Linked DNA regions of Mus musculus: regions 1, 3 and 4 are each linked to region 2. A link is a contact called in public promoter capture Hi-C data. All regions are on one chromosome and are shown on one strand. The core of a region is the stretch at or near the end of the contact, and the rest is flanking DNA. Distances in the headings are between cores, read along the strand shown.

Region 1 (2,919 bases), core at 182-2,681, 1.0 Mb before region 2:
AGCCACCCTGTCTAGGTGTTGCTGGTCTTACAATAACTATTATTTTTGTCTGTAAGGTTCAAGAGGGAAAAGAGATGATTGACCTAAGCACAAACACAACCAGCAGGTCATAGGAGGTGCTAGGCCCGACTGGGAGGGAGGAGTGGGCACCTGTGTGGAAATAGCCAGACAAGAGGGATGCCAGTGGCCTGTCAGATGAGCAAGAGGAACCCGGCATGGGACATAGTCCCATTAAAACTGCCAACACGTTCCTCAGGAGAGCACATGAAATTAGTCTCAGAGGTGCCCTACCTTCCTGCAACCCATGCCCTTAGACACTGTGAGCTCCAGAGGCACTGCAGGAAGGAGTTAATGAGGATTATGCAGTGCAGGACACCCACAGGGTTAACCTGGTCAATGTGTTTTGTGCATAAACCTGGACATATTGCCAGCTTCCTGAATGAACATTCAGCAGTGCCTGTGACCAGTGATTTATTGTCAGTGCCCAGGGGACAAGTGTACAGAGCTGAAGGTTGGGTCTGCACAGCACAGGAAGTGCCTTCAGTCAGTAACAAGGGCAAGGGCTCAGAATACTGGCTTCCATTCTCTAAAGGCCCAGATACTGATCCTGGTCCTTAGATCTATGAGTGTGCCCTCGTTAGGAACTGTGGGATCCCTAAAGCAAAAAGGCCTATGACAGAGACTGAAACCTCCTAACTAAGCCAGAACAAACCTCTCTCGGCAAAACTGCCCCTCCCAGGCATGTTGTTACAGTGACTGAAAGCAGAGTGAAGATGACTTTCAGAGGCCAGGTCCCACTCAACACATCTCTCAAGTCACCAGTGCAGGACCCTTAATTTGGAACGACACTGGACTACTTCAGTCACAGCCAACAGCAGCACACCAGCATCCTGACAGAGCTCAGCTTCTGTGGCCTGTGAGGCTTATATTTCCTCATCCTGGGACACAAGTGCACATGAGCACCATACTCAGGGATCAGCCTGAAAAGCACACGCACTGACTGAAGCCTGGGAGTGTGGAGGCGTGGAAGCTTCGAGGCCGCGGGGTCACTTGGTGAGAGGCTTGGGGAGCTGGGACCAGAAGCAGCATGGCAGCCTTTGATCCCACTAGGAACACAGGCCCAGGTGCCAGCTCTGTTGAGAGTGCAGACCCTGGGATGGCAGATGAGCTAGGAAGTATAGAGGCTGAGTGGCAAGAGTTCAAGTGATGGCCTTAGCTTCAGATTCATGGTGATCCCCCTGCCTCTGTCTCCTGAGTGCCAGGACCCATGCTTAGGCCAGCAGCCCTGGTTCTCAGAGAACAGGACTGACCATAGGCCTGGGAGCCTCCCAAGCTTTTTGTGGTTCGCCAGCTTGGGCAACACAACAGGGTGGCTGAAATATCACCCTCCCCAAGGGTTCAAACACACAGCAACAGTGGCTCTGGGCCTGGACAGGGTCACACCGATGGAATAACCTGGTTATTTTCCAGGCTAGGATCACAGATACCGATATGGTCACAGCAAGCAGGCAGGGCTCTCAGCCAGGGCACCTGCCCAAGGGTCAGCCACATGATGACCATGTACTGCCCCACTGCAAAAACAGCGAGACTTAGAGGTATCGTACCCCTCTGCTAGGACAAATGACAGATGAAATGGTGACAGCATCTGAGTTCACAGACAGCTCATTCACAAAGCAGATTTCCAACCACCACATATGGATAACTGGGTCATCATCTGCCACCTCCTGCTGACAGTGCCCCATGCCATCTCAAGGTCCCTAACTAACAGGACTTATTCTAGATGTCATCAGAAACAGCTTGTGCCTTACACTGAGGAAGGGAGGTGGCCCCTGTATCGTACAATCCTGGAGTACATGGGCCAAGTACAGCTTGCCACTCTGCTGGCTCTGAAGAACAGAGGCAGCGCTAGCTGTTAGTGTGCATGAGCACAGGCATAGCCTGTTACCCTGGAGAGGGTGGAATGGAGCCTCTCTGCAAGGGCCTCAGAGAGCATCTCTACTCACAGCTGGCTGAGCCCTAGCAGCAGCGGCATCACATACTGTCCTGCTGACAGCCAGCAGGACTGGACTGCAGTTGATTCCTGCTGGCCATGGTGATGTCTGGACACTCCTTAAGACAGTTGCCAGCAGAAGCCACTGACTGCCAACCCTTCCTCCAGGCCCTACAACCTCACTCCAAATCCTCAGGTCTTCAGTTGTCTTCAGACTCAGTCTCAAACCTGCAGAACCCTAATTTCCCTGAGACCATGGGGAAGCTGTGGTGTTAGACACCAGGGAGTTAAGATGAAACTGCCAAGGGCCAGGTGACTCCCAGAGGTGGTGTGGGGACAACACTGTTCCTATGATGATCCTTTTACTGTTACACAAGGCCAGGGGAAACTCCTGGGTGGGCATGAGTGAGCTTTGCACAGTTCTCCAACCTGCCACACTGGGACACCCACTGTGAACCAGAGAATTTACTCTTCACTCTCTCCCTAGGGTATCTGAAACTCCACTTACCTAATCATGGCACACAAAAACACCAAGACTCCCCTCCTACCTTTTGTTCCAGAGTTATGGTGATGGAGCCAGAGCCCCTGCCCATACAGGGAGGGGGCTTTACCCCTAGGCTACGCCCCCAGCCCCTCACTGGGGACTTTGGGGGCAGGGGCTCTGCCACTATGTCACACCCTGGAAGAATCCATTAAAGGCAGATTTAAAATGGAGCTTTAGGCTAGACATGGTGGTGAACAGCTGTGACCTCAGGACTTGGGAAGCTGGAATAGGACTGTGAATTCAAGTTAGGATGGATTAGAGTAAGACTGTCTGAAAAGGAAATAACTAAAACACTTCCTGTGAAGAGTAGTCAGGCTATGGAGTGAACAGGCAGCTGGTGAGGCTCCTGAGCTCCTGCACAGGTCCATATGAGTGCTGGTGGGCA
Region 2 (2,978 bases), core at 17-2,516:
GTGTGTAAAGCAAGATCCTCTAAAAGGGAGTTGAATTTCTGGGCGGGTGCAAATGTGTGCTAAGATGGGTCCCCCCCACTTTCTAAGTATACGGCCAAGCTCAGTCCCTGTGCAAACCTAGGACTCCGTCTTGGGAACTAATATATTCTGAACCCTCAGGTCTCTGAATAGCGGTCTCCTACCATCCTGCGATGCAACTTTACAAACCCTGAGAAGCCCTTGGGGACCCTAAGACTCCAAGGGTTCAAAGAGGGGTCTCACAGCATCTCTGACCCCATCCTTCATGAACTCAGGAATTGCTCTTACAGATCTGCCTCAGTTTCTAGAACCCCATGGGTCCTAAGGGGGTGCCTAAGTGAAAACCCAGGAGTGATTCTTGGGGACATCCTCATAACATTCAAGCTCAGGCCTTTGGAAAACTAGGAGACCTCTCCAAATCACAAACAGTCTTGGACTTTAGAGTGGTCCTCAGAATGCAAACCCTATATCTTGAATGGAAATAACGGGTGCAAGCTCGGGGGGTGGCTCTTGGGGACACTGTCCCAGACTGCAACCTTTATGGGTCCTAGAGGAATCCTCTAGTACACCCAGGAAAAAAATCGTGGGAACTCCAAAGCTGCAACCCTCCTAATAGAGAAGACCTGGTGCAAGTACAGGGGTGGGTCTCAGGGACCCCAAAGGCTGCAAGCCCTGGTACCCAAGAGAAACCGTCCAGTGCAAAGTCTAGTTTTCGGAGATCCCCCCTTCAACGCACCCTTAACTACACGCACGCAGAGGGTCACCCTCACACCGTGACGGCCCCAGACTCCCCGCCCCGAGCCCGCCGCCCACGTGACCCTCCCGCGACCCCGCGCGCGCCGCTGCCCCCTCCCCCGCGCGCGCGCACGCGCCCTCGCGGCCCCCTCACCTGGCGGGCCCGCTGCACGGCGTCGGCGAAGGCGTCCTTGCGGATCCCAGGGCCGCCGCCACCGGGAGGCTGTGAGGGGCCCCCGGACGCGCCTCCTCCACCCGGGCCGCCGCCGCCAGGGCCTCCGCCGCCCCGGTCTCCCGCGCCCGGCGGGCCCGGCGGAGGGCCTCCTCCCGCACCCGCGGCTCCCCCTCCGCCGCCAGCGGGAGGCGGCGGGCCGGGCGGGGGACCTCCGGTGTTGTAGTCCGACATGGCGCGGCGGGGACGGGCTTGGTGCGGAGGCTTCAAGCTGAGGAGGCGGAGGCGGCGGCGGCTCAACGCGGGAACAAGGCCTCGCTCCACACGGCCGCGGAGCACGATGGGAAGCCAGCGGCTGGGAAGGCGACGGGGAGGGGGGGTCGCGGAGGGGGAAGAGGGGCACCTCCTCCCGCCACCGGCTTGACGGACGCCGAGGAACAGCCAGTAGTATACGGCTACCACTCTACGCCCGCCAATCGTGGGCCGTAAATCCGGGCGACCAGTCAGAGCTTCGGAAGATGCAGGGGGCGGGAGGCGCGGTGTGACTGACGAAGATAGGACTCAATAAGCCCAGGGCTGCTGGCGCTGGGCGGGCAATTGGAAGTCACGCGAGAAGTCAGGAGGCCCAATGAAGCGCGAGTTCCACCTTCTCGGGGCGGCTCTAGGATGAGAGTGACGGCTCTGATCAGTCACGTGGCCTTGAGGGCGGAGCCTATGAAAATTCTCTGGGATGAGCTGGGCGGGCGCTCGGCAAGATAGTCGTCAACACCAGCTAATGAATACACTTAGGAGGCGGTGCTTGCTAAGATTGGCAGTCATTTGATCCAGTCCCCGAAGCATTTTGGAGGATGCGCTTGGATTTGGACGTGACTTTTCTCAGAATCCTTGTCCTCTGACTTCTGAGCCAATGGCTGAGCGACAAGGGCAAGCGTTCAATGATTGACCCCTCTGTGGACAAATAGCAGTAACAGAAGTAATAGTGCCCGCTTGCTGAGAGCCAGTGAAAGCGCATCTGCATTGGGGTGGAACCCGCTACCAGGCGGCAGGAGCGGATTAGTGGGAGCAGAAGTGAGTGGCAGAGGACGTGGGAGGTAGTGCTCAGCAGCCGGAACTATGGGCAGGACCTTAAGTCAGCGCCCCAGTAGCCTGGCTTGGGGAGGCCTTGCCCGTGGCCTGCCCGAAGCCTTGGGGGGTGGGGGGAGTGGTGGCCCGAAATTGGGTGAAGATTTTCCCTCAAAGGACCTTCACTTCCAAGACTCATGACACCAACTCCTCAAACTTCAAGCCTATTCCCAACCTCGACCCAGGCCCCCCACAGGGGTCCAAGTCTCCTGCTCCCAACCCTGGACTAAGAAGGAACCCCAAGTTCCCACAGGAGTCCAAACTTCCAGTTGCCACCCTGGGCCCAGAAGTCCCAGGTCCATTTACCGGAGTTCAAGACCCCTAGAGCTCCTAGCCTGGACCCCAAAATCTCAGGTCCTCCTGATCCCCAAGTCGTCAGGGTGGGGGTTGAACTTAGGATCTCATAAATGCTAGGCAAGCACCCTAGACGATACACCCCATCTCCCAGCTCCCACCCAGAACCAGCTAATCTCAGACACAGACGTCCAAAACTATCTTTATTCATTGTCTGCATCTTCTCTTGAACAAGCCTGCAAAAACCCGGCTGGAATCCCAACTCAGAATCCCAATTGGAGGACTCCCAGCGCTTTTCTAATCCGAGTCCTGGGTGGTTTTTGCAAACCAAAATGGCCTTAAAGCCTGAGCCTTGGAGTGCTTTTTGAGACTCAGGGACACTGGGTCTTCCATTCTCTTCTTGTTCAGGGCAGGTCATCTGCTCAGGACTTGTACACCCAGGGTTTTCTTCATGGCTTCATACACCAGGTAGCTGATGCCGCCTGCTGGCAACACCTTCAGTAAAGTGGGTGTCATGCCTCTGTACAGCCCCGGCCAGCCCTGCTGGCTCAGTATCCTCTTGAAGACTCCCTGCATGGTGGGGTTGGAGCCCTCCACAGTGTCTGGGGATAGACATAGACAAGGTCAGCACTGGGTA
Region 3 (3,095 bases), core at 480-2,979, 1.0 Mb before region 2:
AAATATTTATTTATTTATGTGTGTGTGTGTGTGTGTGTGTGTACACTCACTGTCTCAGACACACCAGAAGAGGGCGTCGGATCCCATTACAGATGCTTGTGAGCCACCATGTGGTTGCTGGGAATTGAACTTGGGATCTTTGGAAGAGCAACCAGTGCTCTTAACCATTGAGCCATCTCTCCAGCCCTGTGGTGGTGGTTTTGATTTTTGTTTTTTGACTCTCGATACATAGCCCAAGTGATTTTTTAAAAAAGATTTTATCTATCTATTATATGTAAGTACACTGTAGTTGTCTTCAGATCTCATTACAGATGGTTGTGAGCCACCATGTGGTTGCTGGGATTTGAACTCGGGACCTCTGGAAGAACAGTCAGTGCTCTTAACCGCTGAGCCATCTCACCAGCCCCCCAAGCTGATTTTTAACTGCCTCAGCCTCTCAAGTGCTGAAATGACAGACAGGTGCGGGACAGCAGGCCTGACGTTCACTGCTTTTGGTACTTTGAAATTTTATAACAAACCGCAAACCAAGTCAGTTTATTTCTTTAGCTTTCTACTTTTTTTTTTTTTTTCCCCTTGTCGCTGTAGAAGCAACTCAAGCCCTTTGCACAACCTGAGTAAGTGCTCTATCGGTTACACACAGCCCTTCCCAGTGTGATTCTGCGCTGAGGTTCTGCCCTGACCACGCCCCCAGGCCCCCCACTAAGAACGGTCTTGAGAGGGCCTGGGCGCCTGGCTTGTGGTGGTAGTGTACCTGGCTCCTGGCTAGGACAAGGCTCTAAGGTCAATTCCAGTACAATTGATCAGTGTGTAATTGTAAATTTGGCCAGGCGTGGTAGTACATTTGGGTTTTCCCAGAACTTGGGAGGAAGAGACCGGAGCAGCCGTAGTTACATAGTAACTTGAGTCTAGTGCGGTCTGCCTGAGATGCTATTTTGGGGATGGGGGGGTGGGGGGTGGCGGAGGTTCAAGACAGGATTTCTCTGAATTGCCCTGGCTGTCCTGGAACTCACTCTGTAGACCAGGCTGGCGTTGAATTTAGAAATCCACCGGCTTCTGCCTCCCAAGTGCTAGGATCACAGGCCACCACTGCCCTGCGAGATGCTATTTTCAAAAGGCAAAGGCAGAACAGATTGTGAACTCATTTTCTTCAGTTCCCAGCTAGGGCACCTGGACTTTACACAGGTAAAAGGGTGGAGATGGGGACCCAGATAGTGGCTGTGAGTGGCACAACCTTCCTTTATCTTCAACCAATGTTATCTTTAGGTTTCTGTACATTGTCAAGCCACAGTAGTTGCTTCAAAGTGTCAAAGGCCACAGGGGAGCTAGGTGTGGGGATGCAAGCCTATGACGTAAGCAGGAGGGGGCTGAGCAGGAGGATCACTGCAAGTGGAAGGAAGGAAAAGAAAAATTAGCCGGGAGCCAAGGACTGTTGTAGCGCAAGGATAGGATGTGGCAGTAGTTACATCATAGAAAAGTCCCTTTTGGATCGAGGTGGAAGATAAACAGGATGAAAACGTCCAGTGAGCAGAACTTGGAGCCTCTCTCAAGGCTTTGCCTGTTTACAAGATGGTTAGACCTGCATATTGTGCCGGGACTTGGAAGCGGTAAACTATGGAGCCCAAAGTCTGGTGGCCTGGGCTAAGGGAAGAGTGGTTCTCGGACTGGTGAGATGGCTCAGTGGGTAAGAGCACCCGACTGTTCTTCCGAAGGTCAGGAGTTCAAATCCCAGCAACCACATGGTGGCTCACAACCATCCATAACGAGATCTGACTCCCTCTTCTGGAGTGTCTGAGGACAGCTACAGTGTACTTACATATAATAAATAAATAAACAAATCTTAAAAAAAAAAAAGAATGATTCTCATTACTCAGACCTTTCCAGAGCATCCTGCCTCTTTCCCCAGTTTGAGGCCACCCGGATTTTCAGACCTCCCTGGGTTGGGGTAATCTGTGATGAAGGACAAATCAGGATGAGAACAAAGGCCCAGGGCCTTGGGCGCCTAGTAACACCGCCCCTTCCCGCTCGCTGATTACACGTGAACGCCGATTGGCTGAGTGGGAACCATCCCTTGTCGCTGATTGGATGCTGGAGGCACCTGGTGATTGGCTGATGAGAACTGCCATTGGGCTGAGTTAACCCTAGAAAGGCTAAAGCTGGCCAGGCTCAGACCTTTCGATCCAGCTATAACGCGCAGCTGCTTTCCTAAAGCGGCTCTACATTTCTTACAAACCTGTTTCTTCCCTGCTCCCAACCATCAAGGGCTCTGCCTTTAGCTAGCGCACTAGCCTCACTAGCAGCTTCCTTCATCGCTGCTGTAGGCTGAGGGAATCATGAGCTCCAGGATGCAGCCCCACTAAGGGAGTATAGTCCCCCTGAGAGCAGGGGATGGGGGGCGGCGTCCTGAGTCTGTTTTTCCCTCTAGTTCACCATCTGCTTCAGTTTCCCTTGTGTCCCAAGGTCTTCCCTCATTTCTTTAACTGCGCGTGGGCAGGCCCAAGACCTAAGGTTTCCATCTCTTTCCTGAAAGCTGAGCCACTCCTGCTCAGGGATCAAAGTTGCAACCTAGTAGCTGGTGGCCTCGAGTATGGTATCTCTAGTCCCTGAATGAGAAGGTCCTGGGCCTGTTTCCTTCTCCAGGTCTCCCCCAACCTCCAGCTTTAGTTTCGCCAAATTGCACCGGATCGCTCCAACTCCAGTGCAAGCACAACCCAACCGCTCCGTATCCCCTCCGCCCCCGGCGGGCCAAACCTCCCCACCCATTTTCAGTAACCAATAGACTGCTGTGTCCCCGCGCGGGGAGGAGCCCGTTCACTCGGAGGAGGCTGTGCCGGGACACAGCGTCCATGGCAGGTAGGATGGTCCGCGCAGGCGGGGACGGGGCAGCGGGACGCGACCTCTGCAGCCAGTTGCTATTTCGCTGCAGCTCCCGAGTCTCTGTCTCCCGGGGCCACGGCCGAGGAGGCGCCGGAGGAGGATGAGGACGACGCGGAGGCCGAGGACCCCGAGCGCGGGACGGGTAGCGGAGGGCGCAGCGGCAGCCTCGGTGGCAGCGGAGGCGGCACGGCAGGGCCTGGGATGGCCCTAGGGGGCGCGCT
Region 4 (3,043 bases), core at 4-2,503, 1.1 Mb before region 2:
AACTGATGAAAATAAGTAACCAAGAATGAAAAAAATAATCAACACACAAAACTGGACATATACTAAACACAGCGATAACCTGACATCAAAACCTCAAACAGCTGCAATAAAGAAAGAAAATATAAACAGCAAGAAAAAAAAATAAGCAGACAGATAGACAAAAGATAGAAAATATTTCTTCCAAATAGGGAAGAGACAACTCCTTTGGCTGGGATACAGGTTTTCTTAATATAACCTTCCTTACCTTGTCTAAGTAGAGATTAAACAATTGGAGGCCTGCAAACTCAGGGGTTTTTTGTTATGTTTTTTCTGTTTGTTGTTGTTCTTTTGTTTGGTTTGGTTTTGGCTTTTTCAAGACAGGGATTCTCTGTGTAGCCCTGGCTGTCCTGGACCTCACTCTGTAGACCAGGCTGGCCTCGAACTCAGAAATCCACCTGCCTCTGCCTCCCAAGTGCTGGGATTAAAGGCGTGCGCCACCACTGCCTGACCAAACTCAGATCTAAGTATGTATCTTTTCTCTGTATTATCCCTTGTTTCCCTCCCCACCCAGTTCTCTCAGGGAACCGGAAAAACCTGCCTGCACAGTACTTCCTGGGAAAGAATAGAGATCAACAGAACATGAGAACAAACTTAGACAGAAAAAAAAAAAAATACACAAGTAAAATAGAGTAAATGTTGATGAAAGAGACCAGGAAACCCAGTGAGCCTGGCCTTACTAACACACGTTACTGGACGGTCAAGGCATCTACAAGTCTGTGTCGATGGCAAACACTTTGCATCTGCACAGAGCTAACTGCGGACGGATCCTACTCCTGAACATCAAGTGCCAAGTGCAGAACTTGTAGAAGACACCGGAGAAACTAGGGTTCTCCATGTCAGCATATCTGCCTTCCCTGGACACAGGAAAAGCAGCTGAGGCGCTCACTGCATGGTGACGTCAGCAACAAGGATGTTTTCACTCCAGGACCCGCGCCCCACACTCTGCGCAGGCGCAGCCCGGGATCGAAGTCAGACGTCGCGCTTCCGCTCCGGAGGTGCAGGGACCTCAGGTGAACAAACGCAATCACGCCGGGCGGCGAGTCTGACCGCCGGTTCCCGCACCCCGGGAGGAACCCAACACAGTCTCCCGCGGCTCCTCCCCGCGTGGGGACGGCGGCCCCGCTCACCATGGCGTGGAGACCGAGCTCGCCCCGCTCTCCTCACAGCTCCCGGCAGCGGGTGGCAGACCAGGACACAGAACCACAAGAGCCTCCCTCAGACCCGAGCCCGAACCTTTAGTATTAGGGAACGGAAGTGCTCTCCCCATTCTGGCTAGCGGATCCATGCGGCCGTGATTGGCTAGTGAGGAATGAGTGACAGCTCCCCTAGACACCGAGGGCTGTGAAGTGTCACAGCACAGTGGTTCCCAGTCCTGGTCTCCGCTCAGGCACAGAACTGTCCCAGACGCGGAGAGACAGGGACATATCGCCACAGAACTTGCGCCTGTTAGCGTACAGGCAGGTCCACAAACCTACTCTCGGGGACCTAGCAGAGACTTCTGTCATCAGATGCCATCATTTGCTGATGCCACCAGGCGCGCCCGGTCTGTTTCAGGATGAATGTATCCACCTAAGCCACCGGAGCTCTCTCCCTACTCAGCAGGCCGTCTCTCTGTTCCCCGTGTGCGCTTCTTTCTCTCTCTGTCTGTCATGTCCACTTCTCTGCCTCTGTCCCTTCCCCAGGACCTCAGTCCCCCAACCCCCACCCCCAATAAAGTTTTTTTACACCAGATGCATGGCGTAATTTCTCAGGACACACTTCGGCTCGATCTGCCAAAGCTACTTCACCTTACTATATAATGTTTCCTAACAGCAGGACTGCAGTCGTCCCTGCTCTGCTGCACCCAGGAGGCTATTTAATCTAGGCACAAGGTCTCTAGCATACACAGATCACTAAACAACCTCAAGTGGAGTGATCCACCTGCCTCACAGCCAAAAGGGCACCCAGACTATCCAGGTCAAATTTAAACCTCCTGGTTGATATTCACCGGGCATCAACCATTTTTTAAAAAGACTCATCTAAATTGCTCACACTTCTCTCAGTTAAACACTGGTAGCCAAAACACACATTCCCAGCCTTTAGTGGTTGCACTGGCTCATCATGCCAGCACTTGGGAAATGGAGTCAGGACATCAAAAGTTTAAGCCTAGTATAAAGAGTAGTTCCAGGACAGCCAGGGAGGGATACACAAAGCAATCCTGTCTCACAAAAAAAAAAAAAGTTTAAACCAGCTTGGTCTATGAACCCAAACACCAACTATTCTGGCCCCCAAAGGGGAGGTGACCAGGGTGAGAACCTGGGAGGAGAAGACAAAAATAGAAAGTTTGGGGTCACTATGTCTTGCATAACATGATGGCTCATGTTAAGCAAGTTTTTTCAGATGATATACAGCTCTGATACACTATAGGTGGAGAATGAGACAGTCAGCAGAAAGATAATTTAGCAATGTTGGCTAGAAGGACACAGGATAGATACCTCATAGTGAGCACACACTGGCCATGAGACTGATACCCATGAGACTGATAACTGAAGACCGTGGTTCCTTTGACTCCTTCAAGATGCTTGCCCAAGCACCAGACCAGACCTTCCCAAGTCTGCTCTTGGAGAGGTCACAAAAGCAATGATCCCTTGGTGCTTTCATCGGGGCATCTGAGAAAGCCTTGGATAGGCCTAGCTCCCCAAAGACCCACCTCCAACCTAAACAAAAACACATATGAAAATAGGAACCCAAGAATCAATTCATGGACAGCTAGTGCTGAGAAAGAAAGAGTAGGAGAGATTGGAGATGACAGCTACATGATAGGGAATAATAAACTACTAATGGCACCAAAAGTTGATTTTTTTTAAAACCATAATTGAAACACCTTTAGCTAAACTACCTTTTGAAAAAAGGCCGACACAAATTGCTAATTTCTCACATGCATTTAGAGTCAAGAGTGGTGGTCTGTTCTTGGAATCCCACCACATGGAATGGTGAGTCCGAAGCATCACAAGTTTAAGGCCTG

What was found. Promoter capture Hi-C pulls out the DNA fragments that hold promoters and counts their contacts. Capture Hi-C pulls out chosen DNA fragments and counts their contacts.
Region 1: a contact with region 2 is called in a promoter capture Hi-C map of hippocampal neurons, with 3 times the contacts expected there. The contact joins the enhancer-like site here to the promoter of Khsrp in region 2. A contact is called at or near these places in 6 of 39 promoter capture datasets (cranial neural crest, embryonic stem cells, hippocampal neurons and 3 more), 2 of 484 Hi-C or Micro-C datasets (CD4 T cells and muscle stem cells), 3 of 115 datasets of contacts at active chromatin or transcription factors (embryonic hindbrain, embryonic stem cells and pancreatic cancer cells) and 3 of 9 other capture datasets (adipose tissue, liver and pancreatic islet).
Region 3: a contact with region 2 is called in a promoter capture Hi-C map of adipose tissue. The contact joins the promoter of Stap2 here to the promoter of Khsrp in region 2. A contact is called at or near these places in 1 of 39 promoter capture datasets (liver), 1 of 484 Hi-C or Micro-C datasets (B cells), 2 of 115 datasets of contacts at active chromatin or transcription factors (embryonic hindbrain and embryonic stem cells) and 1 of 9 other capture datasets (adipose tissue).
Region 4: a contact with region 2 is called in a promoter capture Hi-C map of embryonic stem cells, with 2.7 times the contacts expected there. The contact joins the promoter of Zfp119b here to the promoter of Khsrp in region 2. A contact is called at or near these places in 2 of 39 promoter capture datasets (embryonic stem cells and erythroid cells) and 1 of 484 Hi-C or Micro-C datasets (uterus).

Annotation. Positions count from the first base shown.
Region 1 is chr17:56,026,645-56,029,563 of GRCm38.p6, forward strand. The region is part of intron 1 of Sh3gl1 (SH3-domain GRB2-like 1); the gene reads right to left. Among named protein-coding and RNA genes, the nearest start is that of Sh3gl1, 8.5 kb to the right of the region's middle. Within about 2 kb of position 1,432, at least 48 of the 459 cell types and tissues checked have an H3K27ac peak or open chromatin away from gene starts, as enhancers often do. A contact at or near this core is called in adipose tissue, hippocampal neurons, liver and 1 more, where this site is marked.
Region 2 is chr17:57,030,241-57,033,218 of GRCm38.p6, forward strand. It overlaps Khsrp (KH-type splicing regulatory protein), which reads right to left and starts at 1,267. Exons shown (of 18, transcript NM_010613.3): 1 at 908-1,267. The coding sequence starts at 1,159. Slc25a41 (solute carrier family 25, member 41) reads right to left here. Exons shown (of 7, transcript NM_175333.3): 7 at 2,532-2,943. The coding sequence ends at 2,756.
Region 3 is chr17:56,006,407-56,009,501 of GRCm38.p6, forward strand. It overlaps Stap2 (signal transducing adaptor family member 2), which reads right to left and starts at 1,730. Exons shown (of 14, transcript NM_145934.3): 1 at 1,011-1,730. It overlaps Mpnd (MPN domain containing), which reads left to right and starts at 2,795. Exons shown (of 13, transcript NM_026530.5): 1 at 2,795-2,850; 2 at 2,924-3,095. The coding sequence starts at 2,844.
Region 4 is chr17:55,944,006-55,947,048 of GRCm38.p6, forward strand. Zfp119b (zinc finger protein 119b) reads right to left here and starts at 1,254. Exons shown (of 4, transcript NM_146249.4): 1 at 1,167-1,254. The coding sequence starts at 1,169.